2 separate regions of the Zea mays genome follow, and region 2 is linked to region 1. The links are chromatin contacts, called in public Hi-C maps. All regions are on one chromosome and are shown on one strand. Each heading gives the region's core, a stretch centred on a gene start, on an enhancer-like site or on the middle of the called end of the contact. The rest is flanking DNA. Distances are from core to core; before and after follow the strand shown.

Region 1 (2,853 bases), core at 224-2,723:
CGTTGTGCCTTGTGGCCCCTTCAAAATACCATAGCGGCTGACTCTTCCAAGCTCTAATGCCTCTAATCGTGGCCCACATACCATAATAATTCTTTTATTAAGTTCCAATTGTGTATGATGGTAAATTAGAAAGAAATTTGACTAATTATACTATTGAATTGTTGAAAATGATTGTGGCTGTCATATCCGACGAATATCCGAAACCCATCTAAATCCTGATGGGCATAGACATGAATATAAATTTCTACCCACAGATATGATCATAGACAGATAATGGTTGCAACCACAGATATAGTTGCAGGCAGATATTTGCAATATCCGATTCGAATCTGATCTGTTGCCATCACTATCTCTACGAGTGCTCCTCGTCCCCCGTCGCGCAGTGACGTTCTCCAGTCCTGGTCTTGCTAGTCGAGCTATCGGCCTGGCCATCAATAGAAACATCGCAAGCGCTGCCCGAATCTCAAACGCTTGTCCGCCAGCATGCAATGCGCAGCGAAACATGGATCCCATGTCTAGAGAACAGCGGTGACATGTTTTCTTGACACCGTTTTTTTTAGAAAATCCATTCAATACCATCTAAAGCTATAGCAATCCCTTCAATACCATCCAAAGCTAAAGCTATGAGTTCCCTACAATGCCATCAGTTTAAATGTATAGTCCCTTGATGTCATTGTTGTCCAAAAAACAGTTAGAGAGTTGCTAGTTGGTGTTGAAAAAGACTAATATACCCCTGTGTCATGTACATGAACCACTCTCGTGCCCTTTTAACAACTTAGCTTTGAGAACTCCATAGCATCACTACAACTATGTAACATTAATATGAGAACAACATTTTATAATAAAATATATAAAATTTTGTCGTCGTATTACTGTTATATACTTATATTAATATATTAGTACTTATATTAATGTTATGTAGTTCTCAAAGCTACGTTGTAGAAATGGTATGGAAGAGGTTTATTAAGGGCACAGAGATATATTAGTCTTTTCCAACACCAACTAATAGCTCTCTAGCTGGTTTTTGGATGGCAATGATATCCAAGTGACTAAAAACTAAAACTAATGAGATTAGAGGGAACACGCATTTTTCAATGGTATCTCAGGGATTGTTATAGTTTTGGACGGCAACGAAGGGATTTTTTTTCTGTGCCACTGCTCGATGACAGTGCCGTGCTTTGACTGCTTGGTCGTCCACGCCCGGATTTAGGGCGGGGCAGCTTTGACCCTTGAGACGCGGTCATATGGTGGAGCCCGCCGTTCTTGCTCCGCCCAGTCGCCGTGCGCGCGAGGCGGGGACGAGCACGGTGTGCCGTTGTGCGCCGTGCGTTGCACAGTGTCGGCCAATCATGAGCCCCGCCTCCGAGGCTTTTCTGGCTGCTGGCTTCCCTTTCCGTCGCAGAGCAGACGTGTGCAGTCACTGCGCGCCATCGCCATCACTTCATTCAGTGCCCTCTGTGGCTCTGTGTCTCTATCAATCTCTCTGTGTGCTTTCCAGCTTTCTGGTGTCGTACGGCTTCTCGACCTCTTCTTTTATTTCGGGCCTCCAGCCCTCCAGGTACAAGCTTGACTCAGCTTCCCTGCTCCGTTCTTCTTGCCTTGCCCGTTCTCGCGCCTGTGCTGTTCCTGTGCGCATCATACAGAATGAGGAGATCGTCGCAGGGGATGATGGGCCTAAGCTACGACGCGGACAGCGGGAGACGCCTGCTGGCTCGCTACGCCAAGGCGAAGCCGAGGCCGTCCAAGTGGGACGACGCGCAGCGGTGGCTCTCCTCCTCCCGTGCGCACGACGACGACGACCGGCGCCGGAGCTCCTGCGCGGACGACCGCCTCCTGCTGCCGTCGGCATCGCAGAAGGCGCGACACTCGTGGAGCGCCGCGGACGGCGGCGCCGCCCTGCCCGCGGCGCTGGGGCTCGGCGCGCGGGACGACGCGGGTGCGGAGGCGGAGACCAAGAGGGTGGACTCCGTTCTGGCGTACGGGCAGCCGCCCCGGTGCCCCTCGCTGCGGGACGTCGGCACGGAGATGACGCCGGCCGGGAGCAAAGAGCCATCCAGGGCCAACACCCCACGCGCAACCCTACCGGCCACGCCGCCGTCCACGGCGGGGCGCGCGATCCACGCACCGCTGCGCCCACCGGATTTGTCTACGGTCGACGGTGGATCGCCACCAGGCCTAGCGGCAGCGGACCGCGACGAGACGGCGCCCGGTGCGCCGACGACGACGGCCGTGTCGCCCGCGGCGACGTGGGACGCCGCCGAGCGCGCCAAGCACATGGCCAGGTGACCGCCATCACTCGCTAGCTGCCGGCTACCGAATACCAACGCGCGCTTTCTCCTCCGCACGTTGCTGAACCATGTGGAGGGGCAAAACGGCGGCAACAAACGGTCAAACGCCACTGCCACGGTAGCAGACTAGCAGTGCCGGTGCATGCACCGGAGTGGTGTGTTGCCTTTGCTTTGCCTGTTGCCTCACTCACAGACTCACTGATGAGCAGCTCGTACTGTACTGTACATGCTCTGCGTGCTGACGAGGTCGCTGGCGCTCTCTTCTCGCAGGTATCGGCGCGAGGAGATGAAAATACAGGCCTGGGAAAACCGGCGACGGCAAAAGGCGGAGCTGCAAATGAAGGTGGCCGAGGTACGAGTAGTCATGGCCATATGTTTCATCAGCCTAGAAAAAAAGTTTGGACCTGTGGAAGTCAACCACGCACCAGATACGGACCTTTCGATCCGAACAATGGAAGGAAATTGAAATGCTCATCGCTGGGGCAGGCCAAGGCGGAGAGGATGAAGCTACGGGCGCAGGAGAAGACGGCGAGCAAGCTGGCCTCGGCGCAGGCGGCTGCGAGGG
Region 2 (2,990 bases), core at 299-2,798, 700 kb after region 1:
TTTTCCAATCCAATCAGCAAAAACACTAGACCCGTCCTTCTCTATGCAGCTGATATACCCATCAATACAACTTTTCCTCTTTATAGTCACATTTGGCTCCTTTTCCAACCACTCCAGATCTGCACATTGCAAAATGAAATTGGTCACACAGAAAATCAATCATATTCCATTGTTCTTCTCATGTACCGTCAGTAGTTAGGTTTAAGGAATGGAGTGCTCCATCATCTTGTCGCTCCTCACTTTTTTTTGGTTTTGTTGAAATAAAACGGATTGATTCTAGCTAATAATTAGTACAAGCACAAGGAATGAGGTGATTCCACCAAAATTCATCAGATGGGCTCGTGACACGCCACCTCATTTGGAATGTGTTTGGTTCCTAAAACCAAACACACTCCAACAGGAAATAAAGCTAAGCCCCAAGTTGAGCAAGCAAACACTTCTGAAATATAAAGGGTGGGTTTGGTTTAGCACCAACCTGGAACAAAGTCCTCCTCCCCAGTACCAATAATACAATGAGGGGGATATGGTGGTTCCGGCTTATCTGGATAATGGGTATCCAGGAATGCAAATATTGGTAGGTTTCTATCACAGAACAGCTTAGAGAGCCTCGCGGCCTCTTCCACCATCTTACTGATCTGCTTGTTTGGTGCAACAGGAGCCTGTGAATGAAAAGCATAAATGACTAAAATGCTCTGTATAAAACAATAATCAAACCTACTAATAGCACGGCGCATGAACTAGAAAAGGGAACAGGAACTTGCGTAATTGCAAGGACAATGCAAACGAAGAGAACATGCTAATGTAACGATGACAGCATGTGTTTTACTAGATAACAACAAAACGGTCTCACTCTCATAGGATCGGCAGAAATTTCAGGTCTGCTACTACTTGTACAGTTGTACTGTGCATACCCAAACACTGGTCGAGAGTTTTTTTATACTGACCAGGAAATAGATTAAAAAAATAGGTCGAGGGAAGAGAAAGGAAATATACAACGATACAACCGAGGAGGATATATCCAGTGAGCGATCACTTCTGTCCCTGTTACAGATTCCTACAAAATCGCTGCACTCCCTTCCTTCCCATGAAACCAAACGATTCTAGTGTTATGATGATCGAGCGAGGAACAGAACGGAATCACGATACGGGGGGAAAAGAAAGGGGCGAGAACCGAGAAGCGGTGGTGGGTAAAGAGGAGGCGGCGGCTCACGAGGTTCCCGGCGCCGACGGTGCAGAAGCCGTTGCAGAGGTCGACGAGGACGAGCCCGACGCCGCGCGGCGGGAGAACGAACTCCCCGTCGGTCTGGAACGGGATCTGCGACCGGAGTAGGTCCACGGCTGCGGCGTCGGCCTCCGTCCCCATTCTCCTCTTGTCGTGCATCGACCGGAGCAAAGATGCAGCCGAGTAGAAGTCTATATAATTTTCGCGGTCAAGCGTCCACACTGACCTCTTTTTGTGGAGCGTGTTTGGTTTGGTTCGTGGAACGAACGGGGATGGAACAGAGGACAACGTGGGAACGGCGTCGACGTTCATCAGCACTCTAGCCAAAGTTTATCCAAAAATAATATTTTACACATCCAAAAATAATATTTTACACTATAGACTACGACTACACTGTTTACAGATTAGAGTTTAAATAAAGTTATGAATAATGAATAAAGGTGCTGGAGATAGCCTCACGTTGATTTTTAACAGAGCAAAGCGATTTTTTTTATAGTACGCAAAACCTTTTAGCGACCAGTCTGAAAAAAAAAACTGAAACCAACCGGACCGTAGTCTCCTGATGTGACCTCTGGACAATCAACCTGACCCCTCCTTTGTCTCTTGCTAGCACGTGGCAAGAATCTCGCTATATTTAGGACCATTGTCGCTATCTAAAGCACTGCCAAGTCATATGACTCAGGAGAATAAATATAGAGACCATATAGGTTTGTTTTGCTGAAAACATTAGAATTATACCATCAGCAGTTCCACAACCATCGCCCATCAGCAAGCATAACAAACAGGAAGCGCTGTCGCTTCCGCTGGATCAGGTACTAGTGATCAAACTGTGAAATCCTATACCACCCACATCCACCAGAACATAGCTGGAGAAAAACATCAGGGGTTCAAGACCTAGCATTCTAGAGCAAAGCAGCAAGCAGAGCTGCGGGATTCTTCAATGCACTCCCAGCTGCGGGATCGCTGGCTCGTCTCTCAGCTCAAATGTAACTGGATTGTTCTCCAAAGATGGGTACTGGTCAAGCTGATCATAGGCAAGACAGTCTTCATCCAGCTTTGCTTTACCATCTGCATGGTGCAATCAGAAATGAAATATCCGAACTGAAATATTTCGAAAAGAAGAGAAAACACAAAAGAGACAAGAATAACAGCTTGGACGATAGTCGTGATAGCAACACTTAGCAAGTACAGCAGGTAAAACACGATTGACAAAACACACAAGGGAAAAACTCACCTACTGAACTAGGGAGATCCCAACTGATGTCCCGGAGAATCTCAGGTTCCAGCTCCAGCACTTTTGGTTCATATAAAACCTCCTGAAATCATAAAAGAGGCATGAATGATGTTTCTCATATGACAGTCCGGCAGTGCATGGGAGAATAGAGAGGAAAAGGTAAAAAATGATGTGGTCTAGAACATCATCTTTCTAGTAATATGCTGCTATTTGCTTCGATGTATAACAAGAGCATAGCTATATGTATAACAAGAGCAAATCAAATGACTGGATGCCAATTCATTTTGTTCGTGTAAATGATGAATCAAGAGCATGGCATAATTCAAATGCATAGGCACAGACAGATGAGAAGATGGCTAAGAAAATAACATGAGCCAACTGTTTTTGAACTTCTACTCATGCTTTCATGATTTTTATTGACCATAAATAAGCTACATGGGAGACCTGTTTTTCTTCCTAAAACAAACCAACAATTGGACAATACATATTCATACATAGCCAGCTTCCTTCAGTACTTTGGGCATAGAGAAATTT

Evidence for each region. Hi-C and Micro-C count contacts between places; a contact is called where the count stands out from the background.
Region 2: a Hi-C map of tassel shows a contact between it and region 1, with 5 times the contacts expected there. The contact joins the promoter of LOC103653736 here to the promoter of LOC100279585 in region 1. A contact is called at or near these places in 3 of 25 Hi-C or Micro-C datasets (bundle sheath, ear and tassel).

Annotation. Positions count from the first base shown.
Region 1 is chr4:138,257,693-138,260,545 of Zm-B73-REFERENCE-NAM-5.0, forward strand. LOC100279585 reads left to right here and starts at 1,474. Exons shown (of 3, transcript NM_001354591.1): 1 at 1,474-2,282; 2 at 2,559-2,640; 3 at 2,775-2,853. The coding sequence starts at 1,645.
Region 2 is chr4:138,956,991-138,959,980 of Zm-B73-REFERENCE-NAM-5.0, forward strand. It overlaps LOC103653736 (nicotinamidase 1), which reads right to left and starts at 1,549. Exons shown (of 5, transcript XM_008680552.2): 1 at 1,211-1,549; 2 at 476-659; 3 at 1-119. The coding sequence starts at 1,534. It overlaps LOC100193981, which reads right to left. Exons shown (of 6, transcript NM_001139048.1): 5 at 2,457-2,538; 6 at 1,898-2,290. The coding sequence ends at 2,160.